2 separate regions of the Sus scrofa genome follow, and region 2 is linked to region 1. A link is a contact called in public HiChIP or PLAC-seq data. All regions are on one chromosome and are shown on one strand. The core of a region is the stretch at or near the end of the contact, and the rest is flanking DNA. Distances in the headings are between cores, read along the strand shown. Region 1 holds the start of PRIMPOL (DNA-directed primase/polymerase protein). Region 2 holds the start of ACSL1 (acyl-CoA synthetase long-chain family member 1).

Region 1 (3,557 bases), core at 939-3,438:
CTATAACTATTTTTGGTAACAATTTCCAAGTTTCAAAGAAAAACATCTGTTGTATTTTAAAATAACAGGCTTGAGAGCTCTATTATTTCTTAGCACTGCACTGGAATGTTTGTCTAATCATTTTTGATGCCAATTTTACAACTAAAACATGGTCAGGCTAGAACAAAGGCTAGCTTAGTCTTTTCAGAATAACTAGTGGGAGAAGGGGCAGTGAGGATAAAGGTAAAGAGATGATTCAGACAGCTAACCTAAGTTTATACCTAAACTTGCTCAGGTGTGACACTTGATGGCCTAGTTCCCAGGACTAGGCAGCACATGCTTCATTATTAGCTTCTGGGGGAAGCTGAAGCCTGCCTGCTGTGGTTCTCTCCAGCCCAGTTCATCTGGTTTCTTTTTTGTCTAATCACAAGTCAATTCCTACTTCCCAACTCCGACTTCTCCTTCTGCCCTGAGGATAGATTCAACAGTTTTTTGTTTTCTAGCATACATGTTCCAGTTTTAATATTTGGTAATGTTCTGGTATTTGGCAATGTTTTCTTAATATAATTCCCTTTATAACACCTGGCTGCCTGTAATACATTTATACTATTTCTTCCACTGCTAAAGTATTTGTAATAAAGTATGTGATTAAATTTCATTTACAGTAATAACAATTTACTTCCCAGATGAATAATACCTTAAGAAACTAAATATACTCACTGACTTTTTTTTTCCTACCTCAGTCATTCTGCCTATGCTTGAAACTACCCATATTTCCCAAAAATCTCCCGAAGGGAAGAAAACATCTAGTGATACACTGTGTTTTCCAGTTCCACCTTTTTACCATCCCCACAAGATATCCCATCCAAAGAGCCTAACTCGGCCAGATTAAACACGCTTAAGACTATTTTCTTAACATTTCCTCAAGGACATGCCTTAATGATGCAGAGCATCACATAATTAATGCACAGTAGAGTTTACCTCAGCAAGTCCAAAATCTCCAGGATCTGGCCGTAAACCAGCTACCTATTTGATTTCTTGTTGTTCAGCCTTCTCACCAAATGAATAATGACCATTGCCTGCACCTGGCTCACTCCAAGAGCCCTAAAGTATGGTTTCCCTCCCTCATCTGCAACACCCCACTCACCTTTGCCAAAGTCTTCCCCTTCGAGGCTCAGTTCAAGTTCTGCCACCTCTGACACCTCTGCTAAAAAGAAATCATCAGACTAAGTCAGAAGACATTGCCTTCAGCCAACTGTTTTGCTATAATTAAAGTTTCTCTTAAGTGTAATTTACATAACAACAGAAAACTGCTGCTGCTGCTGCAACAGAAGTTTCATTTTAGTAAGAAAGGGGTCTGGGCTTCACTATTACATAACAGCACTAGCTAAAAAAAATGGTACAGTACTGCCTTCCTTATGAATAACTGCATGCTAATCACTGTTGAGATTGGGAATGTGTCCTACTCTTCCTATTTTACTGCAGCAGAAAAAGGTCAAACACGGTCCTCTCTCAATATGGGAGGGATAAAGGCCTAGGTTTCATTCTTGGGAGGTGAGTTTTAACTCGTGTAACTGAATTAGAGCAAACTAATTAGCCTTTTAAAGCCCAGGTGGGAATTGTAATTCCTACCTCCAGGGCTTGTTGAAAGAGTAAGAAAAGGTAAGAGCACAGATGAGCACTCCACGAACACAAGCCGTACACAGAACGAAGTGTATTTGTGCACAAAACATCGCCCCTGATTGATATCCAAATGAACAAAGTGTGGGGAGTGGACTAGTCCTTCACCGGGGCCCGGACTCGTCAGGATGTCATGAACCCCTTGAAATTGGCGAAGAATAGCCTGCTCAATTGCATTGGTATATCCTTGTGCGAAAATGATACCGGGTCTGAAAAGAGTTCGTGACCCCAAATAGGCTGGGGGTTCAAACGGAGGGCGATTAGAGCTCTTGATTTAGGTACAGGGATGGGGGTGACCTAAGGCTGCGGCCGGCTTCCCTTCCTCCAGGAGCGCCCGCCCGGGGCTCCCTTCTCTTTGCCTCTGGGGTCCTGTGCGGCCTTCAGGGCCCCTCCGTTACCTCCAGAAACCTACGCTGGGGCGGAAACCCGCGGGTCCTCAGCGGCTGGCGGAACCTGCGACCAGCGGACTGTGGCGGGACCGAATCTTCAAACCTGGAGCGGGGGCGGGACCGAGGCGGGGAGCAGGGAGCGCGACGGGACGGTGTTCTTGGGCGGGGCGGGGACTTGTCAGCAGCGTTCTCGGCGGCCGGGAAAGGCGGGCGCGGACAGCTGAGAAGGCAGGAGTTCGCCAGACGGTGAAGGGTTAGTGTTCCCCGCCGAGCAACGTTCTCTCGCCGGAAGAGCCTGCGAAGGGGCGGTATTCTCGTGTGGGGCGTGGCCTTGAGAGGGCGGTGCTCTCGTGCGGGGCGGGGCCTGTGAGAGGACGAAATTCTCCGACCTGGCAAGGACTTTAAGGGAGCTGCATTCCTGGAGGCGGGGAAAGGCTAACGCGGAGAGCCGGGAATCCGGGAGCTGTTTTCCGAAGGGACGATGTTCTCCGGGGGAGCGGGTTCTCGGGGGTTGAGGGGGTGGGAGGCGGGGCGAGCTGGGGCCTGACTAACGTGTCGGCTTTGAGTGGAGCTTGCGGAGCGGAGGGGCGGAGCCATTGGAGGCGGGGTCTGCTGCGGAGCTCAACTCCAAGTTTTGCGGCGGCGGAAGCAGAGTTGGCGGGGAGAGAGAAGGTGACTGTGGTGTGCGTGCTGGACGGTGAGTGATGCCTTCCAAGATTCTTTCCTCTGTGCGGTGGCCCTGGGCCGGATCCCTCCACCCCTCCAAACCTAACGCCCGCCCCGGGGACCTGCGCGAGCCTGCAGCTTCTCCAGGGAGACGGGCAGGGTTCGGGCGGTAGGTCCTTTGTTTTGCCACGACGACGGGGGCGGGGACGAGCTGAATCCCGCAGATCCAGAGACCCAGCCCGGAGATGGGAGCCCAGGCCGGGGAGCGGAGACCCGGCTGCGAATGCCGAGCTTTGGGGATGGGAGGCTGGACTGAAGATAGGCTGGGCCGCACGGGTGGCGGGAGACCACACCGGGATGTGGAACCGGCAACGGGAGGCTGGGGAGCGGAGACCCAGTCGGAGTCAACGAGCCCAGGGGATTGGTGGATGAACGAAGATCCAGAAGCCTGGTGGAAAAAGAGGAAGTCGGTAGAACTGGGTCAGCACGCCGAAGCTTGATAGCGGGAGGCTTGACCCGGTCGCTGAATCCGGGGAGAAGTGCGGGAGGCCAGGCGGGGGCGCTGAGGCCGGGTGGTAGGAACTCGGACCCGGGTTGCGGGAGGCAGCGGGGATCTGAGACTGAAATTTGAATCGGAAAGAAGTTGAAGAGGATGGGCTCGGAGAAAAGATGACCTGAGGGCAGGAGGCGAGCTGGTCAAGCTCTGGCCCTTGGGGCTGATCCTCCCATTACTGGGTGAGGGTTTGGTCTCTCTTGCCTTCGTCTCAGGCCTAGATTTTCTCGGGTTGACTTTTGACTCCGCGCTCTGAAGAGGTAATTTCAAGTATCAAACTCCTGATCATG
Region 2 (3,731 bases), core at 761-3,260, 170 kb before region 1:
CCCAACCCACTCAGCAGGGCCACAGATTGAACCCAAATCCTCACGGATACTAGTTGGATTTGTTTCTGCTGTGTCACAATGGGAACTCCTATTTTTTCATTTTTCTTTTTGTTCTTTTTAGGGCCAATACGGTAGTTCCCAGGTTAGGGGTCGAATTGGAGCTGCAGCTGGCAGCCTACACCACAGCTCAAGGCAACACCAGATCCTTAACCCACTGAGCAAGGCCAGGAATCGAACCTGCAACCTCATGGTTCCTAGTCGGATTCGTTAACCACTGAGCCATGATGGGAACTCCCTATTTTTCTTTTAAATGGAAAATCCAGATCTAGAAGCTCTAGATGGGAGTTCCCATCACGCAGCGAAAATGATCCGACTAGGAACCATGAGGTTGCAGGTTCGATCCCTGGCCTTGATCAGTGGGTTAAGGATCTGGTGTTGCCGTGAGCTGGGGTGTAGGTCAGAGATTCGGCTCAGATCCTGTGTTGCTGTGGCTCTGGTATAGGCCGGCAGCTACAGCTCCAATTAGACCCCTAGCCTGGGAACCTCCATGTGCTGCAGATATGGCCTTAAAAAGCAAAAAAAAAAAAAAAAAAAAGACCTAGATGGAGAAGGAGCTCAAGGAGAAGTGACCTGTTACAGAGGCCATCAGAATGCGGAGTGCCCCCACCATCACTGTAGCACAGCGCTGAAAACGCTGTGGGAGGAAACAATTACTGTGGCCACTGTTCAGATGTTCTGGGACTGTGAGAGAAGCCCAGTGACAGTCCTTAGGCTACTGTCATACAGTCAGCCTGAGTATTGTCACATAGTTAAGGTTGAGTATGAGGCCTGAGTGAGCACAAGCTCACACCAAAGTCAGTACAAGTACATTCGCCTATTACGGACTGCTCTGGAGGCAGATTGCCTGAGGCCCAGTGTACTTCTGCCCTCACTAGCTTTCGACCTCCCCGTACCTCTGTGTCCTCATCTGTAAAAAGGGACTAATGACAGCACCCATCTCATAAGGTTATGATGAAGATTCAATAGGATAATTGTGAAATGTTTCAGTAAAGGCTGTCATTATTAGAGGCATTATAAAAATAATTCTTCTCATGCCTCAAACTCAAAGCAGTTCCAGATAAGAGCCGGCCATGCAGTGCTGGACACAAGTACCACTGTAACCAGGACCTCGGTTATTAGAGGTTAAGGTACCAGCAGACCTCAGGGGGCTAAGAGGAACAATAACATTTGGGCTAGGAGCCTGAAAAAAGCTGGCCTCTGAAAGGCCCCTAATGGGCATCGCATGGATGCAGACAGTAGCCCTCAAAACCGCACCGCCAGGGCTGAGCAGCAGACAGGCCCCAAGAACTTGGCAGGTGAACACTGCCATTAGTGACGTGGAACCAGTGCGCGGCCCCAGCTATACCCGGGGTGATCTCTTCGGTTGCTTCATGTCCAGGCAGCTGCAGAAGTACAGACTGGGGCCTTCCCAGCCAGGTCTGTGGCAAAACCCCACGTGGGAGCAGTGGTGAAACCGGGTTAAAAGGAGTCCTGCACATCGTTGCCAAATAAAATAGGAAAAGAAAGCCCCCGCCCGCCAAATCAGCGGGGCACGCGGTTGCGGAAGGAAGACACGAAAGGGCGTCTCCCGGCCTCCAACTGCACCGCAGACTTCTGGGCTGAACCGCCACAATTTGCTCTTTGCCCCCCTCGGATTCGTTATGAAATCCCGGGACAGTTAGGGCTACTTCAGAGGCGTTTCCCCAACGCTTCCCGGAACTCCCCCACCTGCTGCCCGGCCGGCACGCGCGCGACCTGACGGGAAGGCCGGCGCGCGGCGGGTGGGCGGGACCTGATGTGGGGGCGTGTTCTGTGATGGGGCGGGGCCTGAGAACCGGGCAGGGCGGGCGCGGCACGCGCACCGGCAGCAGCCTGTCTCCACAGCGGTAGGGGCTGGGGCACAGCCAGCTCACGGCGGCGACGGCGGCGCCCTTAAATAGCATTCGGAGCCAGTGCAGGGCAGGCAGTGGGCTGCGGTGACAGCCGGCGGCGAACCGCCTGGCCTGCGGAGGAGGTGAGTGCTCCTGCCGCGAGGAACCGTGTCCGTGCACGCTGTGGCCCCGAGGTCTTAGCGGAGCCGCGAGGCTGATGCTGCTCCGCCGGCAGGAGCCTGGGAGGCGGCGGCCTCAGCAGAGGCGCGCGAGCCGGCCCTCGGCTAGCCGGGACGTGCCGCTTTTCCGGCCTCTGCCCTGCGGCCCCCTGGGTTCCCGCTGCAACTGAGGCCTCCGGGCCGCCCGAGCCGCCGCCGCTTCCTGTGCCGGAGCCGGGGATATCGGCCCTCGGCTCCCTGCGGACGGCGCCGGGCTGGTGCACCGCGGCGTGTGGGTGACGCGGGCCGCGGGACTGGATCCTTATTTTTATGACGGCGAGGACCGGCCTGGCGAGAAGCGGGACCCGGGGCTGCAGATGCGAGGGATGATCCCGCGGCGCGGTGACGGTGCTCTCTCGGTCCGACCTCCCTCCTGCCCCTGGGCGGGGTTTGAGGCGCGCTCCGATCGCGCGTGGACGCATCGGTGCAGGCTGTGACCCAGCCTCCGCGCGATGGTGGCTCCTGCGCGCGGCGCTTGCGGGAGGGTCAAAGGCAGCATCGGAAGCGGGTTGCCACATGTGGAAATTCTCGCGGTGCCTCCACAGTAGTGCCCGTGCCGCTGCGCAGAGCTGTGATGGAGTGAGTCATTTGAGGAGTCTGGCATTTTTTGAAAATAGGAAGCAAAAATGATGCTATCTATCACCTTGCAGCCTAGACGGAGAGTGCTGGTAGGTGGCTTGAACGAACACGTGGACGAGAACCTAGAGACGGATGCTCTCGCCAATCAGTGTGTACGTTAGAATAGCACACCCCTTCCTCACCCAACCTACTTCCAAGGTTATGGAGCTTAATTAAGACCATTATAAAAGTGCCCTTGCCTTTTAAAGTTCAGACTTCTAAGCTTCTTGTTAGTGCAGGAATAAGTGCCCCAACTGTTAATATGCTTCCTTTTATTTTCTAAATTTATTTTTTATTTTATTTGTTTTATTTTTTGGCCCCACCTGGGGCATGTGGAAACTCCTGGGCCAGGGATGGAACCCGTGCCACAGCAACGACCGGAGCAGCTGCAGGGACAACCCCAGATCCTTAACCCGAAGCACTATAAGAGAACTCCCCTTCCTTTAGACCAAGAGAAACTGCTTAAATTCCAGTTTCTGACACAAATTTCATCTATGATTATCTCACTGTAAACAGTTATTTACTTAAACACTTAAACAAAAAGCCAATCAAAGCCTTCTGGCTGATTGAGCATTTTCAGGTGGAGGTGGCAGGTCAGGTTGATTTAAAACCTAAGGTGTGAGTTGACAGTCTGGTTGGGTGGGCTTGAGAAGGTGGACTTTTAAAGGAAACCTTGCTTCCCATCAGTGTGGAGCCAGGCTTGGGAGTCTTGTTCTTTTTTGGGGGGGGGGACTTTTTAGGGCCTCACCCAAGGCACATGGAAGTTCCCAAGCAAGGGGTTGAATCAGAGCCACAGCTGCCAAGCTACACACAGCCACAGCAACACCAGAACTGAGCTGTGTCTGCAACCTACACCGCAGCTCATGGCAACGCTGGTTCTTTAACCCACTGAGCGAGGCCAGGGATCAAACTCACATCCTCACAGATACTGGTCGGGTTGTAACCACTAGCCACAGTGGAACTCCTAGGCTTTTAAATTTGGGGC

What was found. HiChIP or PLAC-seq counts read pairs in DNA pulled down with a chosen protein or histone mark.
Region 2: an H3K27ac HiChIP or PLAC-seq map of alveolar macrophages shows a contact between it and region 1. The contact joins the promoter of ACSL1 here to the promoter of PRIMPOL in region 1. A contact is called at or near these places in 1 of 5 promoter capture datasets (liver) and 1 of 2 datasets of contacts at active chromatin or transcription factors (alveolar macrophages).

What each region holds. Positions count from the first base shown.
Region 1 is chr15:45,762,892-45,766,448 of Sscrofa11.1, reverse strand. PRIMPOL (DNA-directed primase/polymerase protein) reads right to left here and starts at 2,188. Exons shown (of 15, transcript XM_021076332.1): 1 at 2,058-2,188; 2 at 1,127-1,186.
Region 2 is chr15:45,931,391-45,935,121 of Sscrofa11.1, reverse strand. It overlaps ACSL1 (acyl-CoA synthetase long-chain family member 1), which reads left to right and starts at 2,010. Exons shown (of 21, transcript NM_001167629.2): 1 at 2,010-2,053.